Linked DNA regions of Mus musculus: region 2 is linked to region 1. The links are chromatin contacts, called in public Hi-C maps. All regions are on one chromosome and are shown on one strand. The core of a region is the stretch at or near the end of the contact, and the rest is flanking DNA. Distances in the headings are between cores, read along the strand shown. Region 1 has its middle 32 kb from the start of Mrps30. Region 2 has its middle 80 kb from the start of Nnt.

Region 1 (6,700 bases), core at 3,009-5,508:
CATTAAACAGTGTTTTGCATTTTGTTTTGAATACAAAAATGTTAACCCAGAAAGCTCATTCCTTATCTGGTGACATATTGAGATAACACGGCGCACTAGCTACACCCATGGATCATTATGAAATAGGCCTATAGTAGACTTAGTGGGAAGTTGAGAGGAGGTGCCTTTAAAGAACCAATTCCTTTCTTGCTTTCTTAGCTTCTGTCATGCCTCAAGGGGAGCAACTCCCTTGTTTTTCTTTTTTCTTTTCATTTTCTTTCTTTCTTTCCTTCTTCTTCCTTCTTCTTCTTCTTCTTCTTCTTCTTCTTCTTCTTCTTCTTCTTCTCCTCCTCCTCCTCCTCCTCCTCCTCCTCCTCCTCCTCCTCCTCCTCCTTCTTCTTCTTTCTCTTCTTCTTTTTGACAGGGTTTCTCTGTGTAGCCTTGACTGTCCTAGAACTCACTCTGTAGACCAGGCTGGCCTCAAACTCAGAAATCTGCCTGCCTCTGCCTCCCAAGTGTTGGGATTAAAGGCATGTGCCACCACTGCCCAGCTCCCTTGTATCATGCCCTTTCCTTCATGGTGTTCTCCCTCACTACAGGCTCACAGCAATGGAGCCAAGTGACAGTGTGTTGAAACCTCTAAAACTGAGTCCATTTGATTCACTCTATTTGTTTCTCTCAGGTATTTTATGAGATAAAATCAACTATGTTCCTGAAATATGAGGCCAAAAGGCCTTAAGACACTGAGTGTTTGAATGGAACGTCCTTACTTTCTGTGCCTTAATTTTCCTTTATCTTGTCAGGCAGTCTTAGATAGTTTTGTTTTGCTGGAAAGAGACATGAGGAAGGCAACTTATAATCTGAGAGGGTTACAGTTATGAGCTTTTCGGGAAGAAGAATGGTAGCAGGCAGGTAGGCAGGTATGGAGCAGTAGTCTAGTAGTCTAGAGCTCACATTCCATCAATGGACGAGAGAGAGAGAGAGAGAGAGAGAGAGAGAGAGAGAGAGAGAGAGAGAGAGAGAGAGAGAGAGAGAGAGAGACTAACTGGAAAAGGATTTTGAAACCTCAAAGAATCACATATTCTTTAACAAGATCACACTCCATAATCCTTCCCAAACAGTTTCACCAGCTGGGACCTAAATATTTAAATGTATGAGACTATGGGGGTCATTTTCATTCAAGCCCCACAGAGACTTCCATATTTTAAACTCTTTCCCTCTGGTTCCTTGCAGCACAATGTAAAATGGCACTACAATGAATGAGCATGCTTATTTTTTTCCACTTATTTTCAATAGTTGTTCCCCAAAAAGTTCTGCACTACAGGAATTTGAAAAACGGGTTTGTTTCATTGCTATATTTAGACATTTTCTGAGCACCGAAGAGGGGATGCCCAGAGCACACAATATATATAGACAAGCACAAATGACTTACCAGAAATCAGGGGTAGGAGAACAAAAACAGAAGTGGTAAAGCTGGAAGTAAAATTGAAATGCGCAGTTCTTAGCTACTGGAACCTTGCCTTAGCAGCCAAACCTAGGCCACTCAATTACCGCATCATTTCAGTTATGCAGAGCACTTTCTGAATCCGAAGTTCAAACTAGGTGTAAGACAACAAAGCCTACAATGGTGGCCACCTTTTAAAAGCAATTCAAGAAACACGAATCCATAGCGACTCATAGAAATAGATTTTTACAAATAATTGGCAACATGAAAAACTCCCCATCATTCTTGATTTATAGAAGTATCTTTTAGATTTCCAAAGCATGACAAAATGTTTTAACATCCCACAGATGATATGGAGCTAGTGTATGGTTTACTGTCTTGTTAAACTAAACAGACATAAATAGCACTAAATGCACCTTTATAAAACTGGGGGATTCCATTGCTGTCCGTGGCAGTTACTTTTATTAAAAACAAGACAAGCAGTCATCCACTCCCAGTATATCTCCGGCCAGCACTGCTGTTGTGTGACAAAAAGAGATGATCACCAATCTCACCTCCCTGAGTGTCTGACTTCACACTTTCCCCCCAAAGGGCTAACTTTCTGTTTGAGTCAGCAAGAATTGAGAAAGAATAAATGAGCACTTCTGAGCTCTTCATTACCATAAAAATGCAAAATAAACATAGCAGCGAGCATGCCAGCTAGAATAAAGCTGTCACTGAGATGAATGCACTGCTAGAAAGACTTATTCACAATACTCCGTGTGCTCCTTCACATGATAAAACTGATCAGTCCCAACTGTCTGCATTGTATTTGCATAACGACACCGATGTTAAATAAGTAAAAACATTCTCAGTATAATGAGTTTTGTTCAGTGTGTTTTCTCATATACATTGACAATCATTTATGAACGTATGATTTTTTGCTATTTTTGTTCTTATTCTGCATTAGGTTTCTAATGTTTAATAGCAGACACTAGTTCTGAAACTGACTCTTAAAATGCATGTTTTTGTCAAACATTTAAGTCAATATAGTTGATGAACATGCTTATTTTAATAGCTATGTAGTAATCTAGAATACAGTTACTTGTGTTCATGTTTCATTAAATTTCATCCCTATGAAATAAATTTACAAAGTGAAGATTACAAACCATGCCTGTCTTTATTTTTCTGCTCTAAAATTATTTTAATATGTTTATTTTACTACATATACAATATATAATCTACAATATATAACTATTTGATATATTATCTTATAATTTATACTTAAAAAAAGAAAATATACTTTCTGATTTAGTTGGTTGAGAAAAATTTGTGCTCATTCTCATTTGAAATATCCCATCAGTTATGTCTAAACAAATATTTTTCTCTTAAATTTTTATACTGAGTTCTCTAGTCAAAGTCGAGTAGAAAGAAATGCTTTTCTCATTTTTCTCTTTAAAAGGAAAAGTTTTAATATTCTTTGTATGAGATACTTATCTGACTAAGCAACAGCCTTTACAGTATCTTTGCTTGCCCAGATTGTTTCAATAGGTATTGACATATTAAATACATTTTAAAAATCGATAGTTGAGATTTTATAATTTTATTTTATTCTAATAGTTCAAAGAATCATGATTATTAATCTCTAAATGTTGTTCCTGAAACAGTTTCAAGTCTAATAAAATACATTATTATTATATAATACTTGGTTCAATTTGCTAATTCTGTAGTTAAGTTCTCTGTAAAAGTAAAGGTTTACAATGAACATTCTGGTAAGAATTTCCTGTCTTAGTTTTTTGATTTTTCAAAATTTATATAAGCTTATATGTCTATGTGTGTGTGTGAACAAGTCAGTGCAGGTACCTGAGGAAGGCCAGATTGTATCAGATCCTCTGGAGAGCAAATTAGCAAGAGGTTGTGAACCACCAAGTGCGAGTGCTGGAAACCAGTTCCTCTTGAAAGAGTAGTACCATCCTTAGCCACTGAGCCTACATTGTAACCCCCAGGACTTTATGCTCTTAATAAAGTTTGGTAACGTGATGTTCTAACTCTCAGCCATTATATGCTCTGCAAAAGAACTTATTCTCCTTTAAATATTTTTAGAGTATTTCCATTGGTACTATCAGAAAGAAGCTAGAAGTTTTTTATACAAAAGTATGTTATTTACAGATTTATTTTTCTAATGAGATAAGTTATTATCAATAGCATTAATGTTATTTCATGTTTGAAAAGATATCTAAGTCACTTATAGTTTCAAATATATAGTTATAAATATTTTTATAAAATATTGTATTAAATATCTGTGACATATGCATATTTTACGTCATATATGTATATATATAGTAATTAATCATTCCACCTGAATATTGTTGTATTGTTATTTGTGTTTTTTCTTCATTTTATTTCAGTATGAGTAAAATTTATATATATATTTTCAAATTGGAGAGAAAGCTTTTGTTTTTTAAAATCAATTTAGCATTCATTTATTCTAAAACTCAACTCATGACTTTTTTTACTTCCTATATGTTTGAGATTATACTATAATTATATCATATCCCCTTTCCTTTCCTCCCTCCAGCCCCTTCCATATGCATTTCCTTGCTATCTTTCATATTAGTGACCTATTTTTATTAATAAACACACACACACACACACACACACACACACACACACACACACACCTAAATAGAAACTGTGAAGTCTATATAAGTGTTTGAAACTTGAATGTATGTTTTCAGGGCTGACAATATTTAGCATGTTTGTTATGGTTCTTCTGCTAATTTTTAGGAAGTCATGTTGGTGAGAGACTTTATGGGTGTAGCTTCTGATATTAGCAGGAAATGTCACAGCAAGATCCCGGAGTCTCTGGTTCTAACAACTTCTCCATTCCCCTTTTGCAATAGCCCCTGAGCCTGGTATGTGGGAGGGTTTTGTTTTGTTTTGTTTTGTTTTGTTTTGTTTTGTTTTGTTTTGTTTTGTTTTGTTTTGTTTTTGTTTTTGTTTTTGTTTTGTGGTTATATTCACTGGAATTGGGCTCCACAATTCTGCATTTTGTCCAGAGGTAGTTTTCTGAAATCGTTCCTGTCTGTTACAAGGAGAAATTTACTTGATGAGGGGTGAGGACTACATTTCTCTGTGAGCATAAGGGTAAATATTTAGAATGTAGTTAGGGATTATGGTGGTTTATTAAAGTGTTGGTTGTAGGCTCTCCTCCAAAATCCATGGCTCCACCAGCTGTAGGTAGGTGGCTAGGTTTTCAGTACTAGGCACAACTTCCCTCTTGCTGAACGGTCCTTATGTCTGATTAGAGAGCAGTTACTATGCCTACCACTACTTCACCATAGGGTTACTGTGCCATGCTGGTGGCTGTGATTTACCTGTGACATAGCAGGCTTGGACTGTGGGTTGCTTCCCTCCTTTGGAAGCTCTCATGTTGTTTTCTGGATACTGGAAAGGTAGTCCTTAAGGAGGAGGCATCCAGAGTAGTTCCAGATCAGAGACCTCTGGGATGGGCGTCGGAAATGCATGGAGTCTGCAGTAATAAGGACTTCCTTCCACCTCTGGGAAGCAACCACAGGCAATACCAGTAGGCATTATGTTCTGGGACAGACCCGGCTAACAACTGAAAAGAGTGCTTCTCATGCATGATGCTTGGATTTATGGTAGATGTCCTTTGGTTCTTGGAGGAAGCACTGTTAGCCCAAGGAAAAAAATGTATATTTAAGTAAAATATATGTATATGTAAACAGATACATATAATAAAAGTTGTTTTTTTTCATTTTGTAAGTGGCTCTACATCTTCAGATATGAGTAAATATCTTGGGGTAATTGAAGAATTCAGAAATATAAAGAGGAACCATTGCTTGGGTGCAGGAATTGGGAAGAAATGCAGAGAGGAGTTGTACATCACAAGGGATCTGATCTAGGATACGGGACAGAAAAGGGACCTCTAATTAGTGAGGTGACATGAAAATCATAAGGAATTACACTAATTCCTACTTAATAACTGCCTGAAAAACAAAACTATGAACAATGACTTTTAAAGAAACATTTATGAATTTTATTTAGAAACAGCTCATATAGAGTTTTGATGATTTTTAAATGCATATATTAATTTGGTAAGTTTTATTGTTTCTCCGTGTGAGTTTCTATGTGGTATTTACAGAATGAAAACATAACAGTGTGGTTTCTTATCTTTGAGCTCTTTCACATGTTCTTTTCACATGCGTTACAGAGTTTATAATGACACACCATTAAATCATCTTGATGATACCGAACATCCATATCCTAATACTATTGCATTTCATTCCTTTTATTCATGATGAAGGATGTTTGTAGAGGTTTCTGTGTCCAGTTATATTGATCATGAGGGGTGATTGCTGATGTTTATAACTAAGTTTTATTCCAGCTGATAAAGTCTTCCACTTTTAGTTTTGTGACGCCTTTAAAACATAAATGGATAGTGAAATATTTTACTTGATTTCTCTTACATATCATTATTTTATACTCAATCTACCACAATAATAAACAATGTTAATACATTCTGTGACACTGAACATTCTTTGATTTTTCCAGACTTTGTAATTATTTTATGATTTTTAAGGTAACAATTTTCTCCATTTATATCTAATTTTAGAAACTCTACTGGAGTGCAGAGCTCCTTGGCTGCAGGCCTGTGAGGACTTTTAATTCAGAAGCACCTAGATGAACTACTTTCCTTTTTTTGGAACCATACAAAGTTTAAGGCCCATGTTTAACTTTTTTCTGATTTACATACCCACAGTATCTATATTGATATAGTAGATATCCTTATTTTAAATTTTTAATAGGCACATTATTAGTGAATATTTATATCATCCAGTATAAATCAATATATACACACATTGTGCAATATAGAGATTATATTTTTATGTCCTCCAATATTTACCATTTATTGTTATTCTTCTAAACATTTGCAACTATATCCAGTGTTTAAAAGCTCCCATTTTATTCAAATACATTGTGAGCTTTATCAAATGAGTTTAATTTTTTTGGTCATTCTTATAAGCCAAGTAATATTAAGAGATTTAATAATAATTGAATTATTCACATACCTCTGGAAACAATCTAAATTTATATCAATTACCTTATAAGTATTTATTTACATTAATATTTATTTATTTATGTCTCTATCTTGTGGGAGTAGAGTCTCATGAATCCTGGGATGACCTTGAAGTTGTTTTGTAGCCAAGGATGACCTTAGACCTCTGATATTCTTGCTCCCTTCTCTCAAATACTAGGATTACAGGAGTACAAAGA
Region 2 (6,700 bases), core at 2,131-4,630, 910 kb after region 1:
CTCAATACCCAAATGCTCATCAAGAATCATTTGTATGGGGCTGGAGAGATGGCTCAGCAGTTAAGAGCACTGACTGTTCTTCCAGGGGTCCTAAATTCAATTCCCAGCAACCATATGGTGGCTCACAACCATCTGTAATGATATCTGAAGCCCTCTTCTGGAGTGTCTCAAGACAGCAACAGTGTACTCATATATAATAAATCTTTTAAAAATAAAAAAAATAATCATTTGTATGTCACTTGCCAATGTCTCATAGGCCAACATGAGCCATATATTCAAGCCGGGAACAAACAAAAAATGATGAATTGACATTTGTGAAAACAAGTGTTAAGATACATAATGCATTGTCACTAAAATGTCATTAAAAACATTTAGTCTCCTTTCCTCATATCTATAAATATGTATTCCTGTGCTCTGTCAGAGAAAGAATAGATGCTATAGGTGTTGAAGTGCCCATGGTGCTGAATTGTTCTTTTGAAAAAGATCCAACAACTTTGCTAGAAGTGTTTGAAATTATTAAATAAGATGTTTTGATTATTTATAAATTTAAAAACTTATGCCATCTCATCATATCAATCACCATAAATTAGCTAAATTCCCTGCTCTTAATCTGTTGTAAGGGAACTGTATCAAAATAAGTTACATTCCAAGAACTGGAAATAATGAGAATATAGATATTTCCTAAGAAGGGGACTTCACACAATTGTGAGTATTGGTGTAGGTGTCTATGAAAAGTTCTCAGCTGTTCCTGCTGGTGGCACTGAAGTGACCACCACCATGGGGCAAGACCGTCATCTGGACATGACTCAAGAGAAGCAAGGACAAATCAGACCTGCTGCTCTTCCACAAGCAGATGCTACACCAAGCAACCCATCAGCCCTGAGATGAGGCATGCTGCACACAGAGCTGTAGGCATCCCAGGACTTGAGCAAACCTTCAGGACAAAGTGGTAACTGCTTCACCTCATGCTCCAAATCTCATACAATTTCTGTTGGGACTGAGCTAAAATTGAATGAGGAAGGAAATTCTGACTAAACTGACCCCAAACTACATAACCAGAGCCACTGGCAATCAGAAATGAGGCTGCTTATTGCCTAATAAGCTGATCTTCTGAGGTCAAAGCTAGCAGGCAAACAGGACCCCAGAAGACACACAAGCTGGTACAACTGAATTGCTGGTGCCTGGTTTCAATTGCCTGAGTGTTTTCTTGGTAAATTGAGCAGTCTGTAAGGCAAAGAACATGATGTTCTTCCTTTACTCGTGCTCTGACAAAGGCTGGGTAAAGAACAGATTTAGGGAAATACTGAGATTGTTTTGATTTTTTTTTAATATAATTTTTGCCGAAAACAGTTTTAAAACAGGAGGTTAGTCGATGTCAAAATCAACAGATGAGGGCCTACAAGACACCTCAGCAGGAGCAGGCACTTGCCAATAGGCCTGACAACTGGAGAGTGATCCCTTGAAGCTGTCGTGAAAGGAAAGAACCAACTCTCATGGGTTGTCCTCTGTCCTCCACACATGCACTCTAGCACACACACAAGTATGTACACACAGACACGTGTGTATGCACTAGAGGGGGGGGCAGAAGAGAGAAACATATAGAGATAGATAGATAGATAGATAGATAGATAGATAGATAGATAGATGATAGATAGATAGATAGATAGATAGATAGATAGATAGATAGATAGATAGATAGATAGATGATAGAATTTAAGAAGTCTTATGAACATCTACTAGTTTATAAACAAATTTTGAAATATAAAATAAATATTGGGGCTGGAAAGAAGGCTCAGCAGTTATGAGTACAGCTCTTGTTCTTACAGAAGACCCAACTGTGGTTCCCAGCACCCATCTAGATGGCTCACAACCACCTGGAATCCCAACTCCTTCGGGTCCAGTGCTCTCTCCTATTGCCAGACATGAGATCCTTCCCTTTGAGTTATTGTTCAAGGAGGTCCCAAAATAACATAGCTATTCTCATTGCTCTTGGTTGGTCTCGATTAACTAAATGATAAGACCCAACTGCTGAACACACCACACACTTTGTTTGCAGGATATCGAAAATCAATCAGAAACTGACCAAGAGTCTCTTTTCCTGCTGTCGAACTTGCATAGTGGGGGAAGGTGCTATGCAGGCTGCTGGGTAGAAAAGACATCCGTGGCCTTACTCAGCACGGTTGTCATCCATGCTAGATAAGCAATCTACCAACCTACCCGTATCCCTAGTCCCAGCTTCTAGTGTGAAATGCAGCTCACTACATTTCTTTCAAAAAATGACACATCAAGGGTCCCTTTGACATCCCCATCCCCATTTTTAATCCACAAGAACTATGATGGTTTGTCTTCTGTTCTATCTCCCTGTCTCATGCAATATGGAAAAGCCTATAAAGACTTATCTACAGCCACCTCATTCTCTCAAGCTGGATTCAATGACAAGGTCCCTTTCCTGCTGTGTCATTTCCAAGCAGACTACCTACCATGTTATGAACCTGTATTCTCCTTGCAGTCTGCTCTAATGCCATTGAGCAGTATGGTATGGAAAGATTGAGTTATGACAGCTTTAAATGTGTTTATCTTTGTCTCGACTTACTTTATTTCTGGAGCAGGAGGGATATTATTACAGAGGAGCAAAAGGCATATGCCTAATAGTGGAGCCATGGCATTTACAGAAATTACCAAGCACTGATAATTTTAAGGGAAATGTGATTTGATTTTATTTTCTATCTGCCACAGAGTAAAAGAAGTTTGTGGTATACTTTGCCCTAGCTTCTCCAGTGAAAATTGCAATTAGTAACATACAGAGGAATTGCTTTTTAAAAACCATTTCATGAGTAATGCGTCAGTACAGAAATGTTGGCCGGCCTAGAAATGCTAACTTGTGTTCTTAAAACAAGAAGAATTATCAGTAGAGTGGCATTTTGACCTTTCTGTCTTTGTTTCGTGTGCGCTCCAACTACAAATTAATGATCCTTCCCAAAATTTGGCTGTAGATGTAATACCAAAGCATTGCTGATAAATGACTTGAAATTAGATGATAAGGCACTTTTTAATCTTCATAGGACAAAGGGAAAAAACCCTTCCCAAACCAGTTCAACATCTCACTAAATTTCCTAAAATACAAATTTCTGATGTAATTCCGTTCCTCTCACCAGATAAATTAAATAGGTCTTCCTTAAAATGTCTTTACATAAAACATTTGGGTGAACCTCAGGCTAAATTATTTGAACAGGGTGTCTAATATTTTCCTTGTGTGAATAGTACTAGTAACGGTCTTACATGAAGGCCATTAAATTTTTCACCCTAAATATAAATGGAAGTAACAGGAATTTTTTTCAAAATATTTTGAGTGTATCATGCCCTCGGCTTTGCATAGTTTCACTACCCCAATCCAAACTGAATTAGCCATGATAAAACTCCTGTATTTAAACCAAAGAACAGAGGGAAGACGTCAGAGAATGAAAAGGGGGAAAAATACAACTCAAACTGTACTCAATCTACCCTGACAGTCACTTGCTTTCTGTGTGTCCCCAGAAGAAAGTCATGGACAAGGAAAGACCTTAATGTAAAATCAAATTTCTATCTTTAGGGGAAATTCATGACTCAGAAGAGGAAGTAAGTTCAGTTGTATGAGAATAAAGCCATATCCTGGCACATCTGAGTTCGTGAACTATGAGGGAGTTAAAAATCTTCAGCAAAAAGCTAGATTGGAATAGCTGATCCAGGAAACTCTACAGGTCAAGCCAAGCCAGTAGGTGTCGGAGGGAGGATCGCACAGCATGAAACCCAGAGTGGTGGACAGTCTGCTCTTAAAGATGAAGTGCTCTTGGGGTTCAGGTTTTTTGTGTATAAGGCAAAATGGTAGCAGCTGGGGGAGGTGCGATGGGTCAGTGAAGGAAGGTACATGCTGCCAAGACTGACATCTTGAATCCGATTCTGCGAAGAGAAGCATCTCCTGTAAGTTGTCATAACCTCCACACACATGTACACATACACACAATGTTCAAAACAATAAGAAAAGGGTTTTCTATATTTTATTAGAGATATTTTTTTTTCCAGAAGTCACCATGTAAATGAAATTTAGTATCAACCTGATCCGGATTGAAGTCCTGTGGCCAATTTTCATGATAGGATTCACTTAAAGCCCAAAAGGTGGAAAAGATGACAAAGTAGTTATTAACCAGCAGCTATTCTTACTGTTATCTATTTGAGGAGAAGACAAACGGAGTCTTTCTATCCAGAATCAAAAAGAAAAATAAGACAAACCGCCAGAAAATGGGTCCTGAACAAAAGTGAATGTGAGACAGAAGCAAATGTAAGTCTCCTTCTGTCCTGTTTTGGCTTCCTTTCTGGTGCTGAGATAAAACACTCTGACCAAAAGAAGCTCAGAGGAGAAAAGGTTTACTTGACTTATACTTCTAGGTCACTGCCCATTATTGAGAGAATTTGGGGCAAACACTTAAGGTAGGACCCCGGAGGCAAAAGCCATGAAGGAGCTTGCTGGCTGGCTGGCTAGCTCGCTCACAGGCTTATGCTTAGCTAGTGTTCTTCTACAACCCTGCCTGCAGATGCCACCTCCTGGAGTGGGCCATCCCTCCGTCATCAATTAATAGCCAAGACAACCTCCCACAACCATACTCACAGGCCAGTCTGCTCTAGACAGTTCCTCAAGTCTTCCTCTCAGATGACTTAACACTGTGTCAAGCTACAATTAAAGCTAAGGAAGACAACATTTCTCCTTCCTTGCATGACGTTAGACACACACTTATATTTATATAAACTTAGATATAAATACTCTCATGCTTACTTTATCGAGAGGTAACACTCCAGACATGAAAACGTGGCCAGAAGTGATTCATTATGTAGGAAGCATGCTAGTCTGCCACTGCCACCCTTTGCTTCAGAACCCAGCTTCCCCAGCCTTGCATTTACTCTGAGGACCTGTGGCTTTCCAGGAAATCCACCTCAGCTTTCAGCACCAGGTTGGAACTCCTGAGTCACCCAGATTCATGGACTGAGCAGCTGTCAAGTTTTCAGCCTCTCTGATACGCAGACAGCCATTTTGCACTCTACAGCCTGAGAGACCTAAGACCCATTTCAAATATACATTCATTCTACCAGCTCTGTTCTTCTAAATGGCTCCAACCATTACACCGTGCTTATCTTCTCTGTCATAACCATCTCATTCAAGACCTCTCATATCTATTTTCATTCACCACTCTCTTAGTTGGGTTTTCATTGCTTTGAAGAGACACCATGACCAAGGCAACTCTTACAAAGGCAAACACTTCATTGGGACTAGCTTATGGTTCCAGAGGTTCGGCCCATTATCATCATGGCAGGAAGTATGACAGCATGCAGGTAGACATGGTGCTGGAGGAGCTGAGAGTTCTACACCTTGATCCAAAGGCAGCCAAGAGAGGACTCTGTCTTCTACCCTGAATCTCTTCCACCCTTGGTAGGGCTCAAGCATAAGACCTCAAAGTGCAAATACACAGTGACACACTTCCTCCAACAAGGCCTTGCCTCCTAATAGCACCACTTCCCATGGGCCAAGAATATTCAAACCACCAAAACCACCTTATATTTAAAAGCTTCAAATATTAGCTATTTCGATTTCTGTCTCATACATTACTATGTTGCCAGTATAAATATCTAAACTGGTTTAAATCGTGAGGGGGAAAAATGGATCTTTGGCTCAAGATGGGATTTCTAAAAGATAAAGTTTAAGAACAAGAATTTTGAGTGCTTTGACATTCACTTGAGACCACTTTTTGCTGCTTTGTTGATCCAATACTTTTCAAAGCTTCGCTTGGGAAAGTTCTGTTTTCTCTTTGTCTGTGTTCTCTTGGCTGATTCTTCTTTTGAGAATATAATGATCATCTAGATTGTGCAAGCTGCTACCACTGGAACGGAGGACTTTGGTTTGCGATTCTTGTGTGTGGAGGGGATACATGTGTTTCTGACCATGTCTTATATTCTGACCCAATATTTCCTGGCAAAGCACTCAAAGCTCACAAGAGCTATAAACTAGGTATTTGAACTACCCTTCTTAGCTATACTCAAGAGCTATCCAGCTGTCCAACTTTTAAAGTGCTTCAATTCATACAGCCTATGCCTTGGGGGACTACAAAATTTGCCTCTAAGTTAGATGAACATATGAGTTATGAGTTATTAATTACAGAATAACGCTCTGGGATCATAGAAACTGAACAAAACCCTAAAACTAACTGATACATAATATATTCCACATTTGTGCTGGATTACATAATACACTGGAATATAAAATGTAGGGTCATGACTTGGGTAGAATAAGAAAAGTTAAGACTCATTTTCTAGACACTATCAAATACTTACTGATATTGCATGACTTGGTGAAGCTCTGACACCTGCTGAATGAAGAAACAAGAGCTACCTGTCCTACTTCAGTTCCTAGTAGAAAACAAGTCTACGGAATGATAAAGAATATCCATATGTAGGAGCTGTCTAGATATGCAGAGACATAAATGTGTGTGTGTGTAAAGGCTTATGCAATCTTTACTTGGATGAGTAATTTAAAAAACGAACTCCCAAATGAAACCAGATGAGAGAAAATTAAAGATGGCCAATAAGACAAACAGATCAATGGTAGCATTTCAGTGATTTGGAGAACAAAACAGATTGTAAGACACAATGGCCAATATATTATATGTACTTGTAC

Evidence for each region. A called contact is a pair of places that touch in the nucleus more often than the background predicts.
Region 2: a contact with region 1 is called in a Hi-C map of bone marrow-derived macrophages, with 9 read pairs. The contact joins two enhancer-like sites. A contact is called at or near these places in 2 of 39 promoter capture datasets (the 3T3-L1 cell line and hippocampal neurons), 31 of 484 Hi-C or Micro-C datasets (the 3T3-L1 cell line, 3T3-L1-derived adipocytes, the NIH/3T3 cell line and 16 more) and 7 of 115 datasets of contacts at active chromatin or transcription factors (bone marrow-derived dendritic cells, cardiomyocytes, differentiating embryonic stem cells and 4 more).

What each region holds. Positions count from the first base shown.
Region 1 is chr13:118,416,358-118,423,057 of GRCm38.p6, forward strand. No RefSeq gene overlaps it. Among named protein-coding and RNA genes, the nearest start is that of Mrps30, 32 kb to the left of the region's middle. Within about 2 kb of position 4,259, at least 14 of the 459 cell types and tissues checked have an H3K27ac peak or open chromatin away from gene starts, as enhancers often do. A contact at or near this core is called in bone marrow-derived macrophages, where this site is marked.
Region 2 is chr13:119,326,046-119,332,745 of GRCm38.p6, forward strand. No RefSeq gene overlaps it. Among named protein-coding and RNA genes, the nearest start is that of Nnt, 80 kb to the right of the region's middle. Within about 2 kb of position 3,381, at least 8 of the 459 cell types and tissues checked have an H3K27ac peak or open chromatin away from gene starts, as enhancers often do. A contact at or near this core is called in bone marrow-derived macrophages, where this site is marked.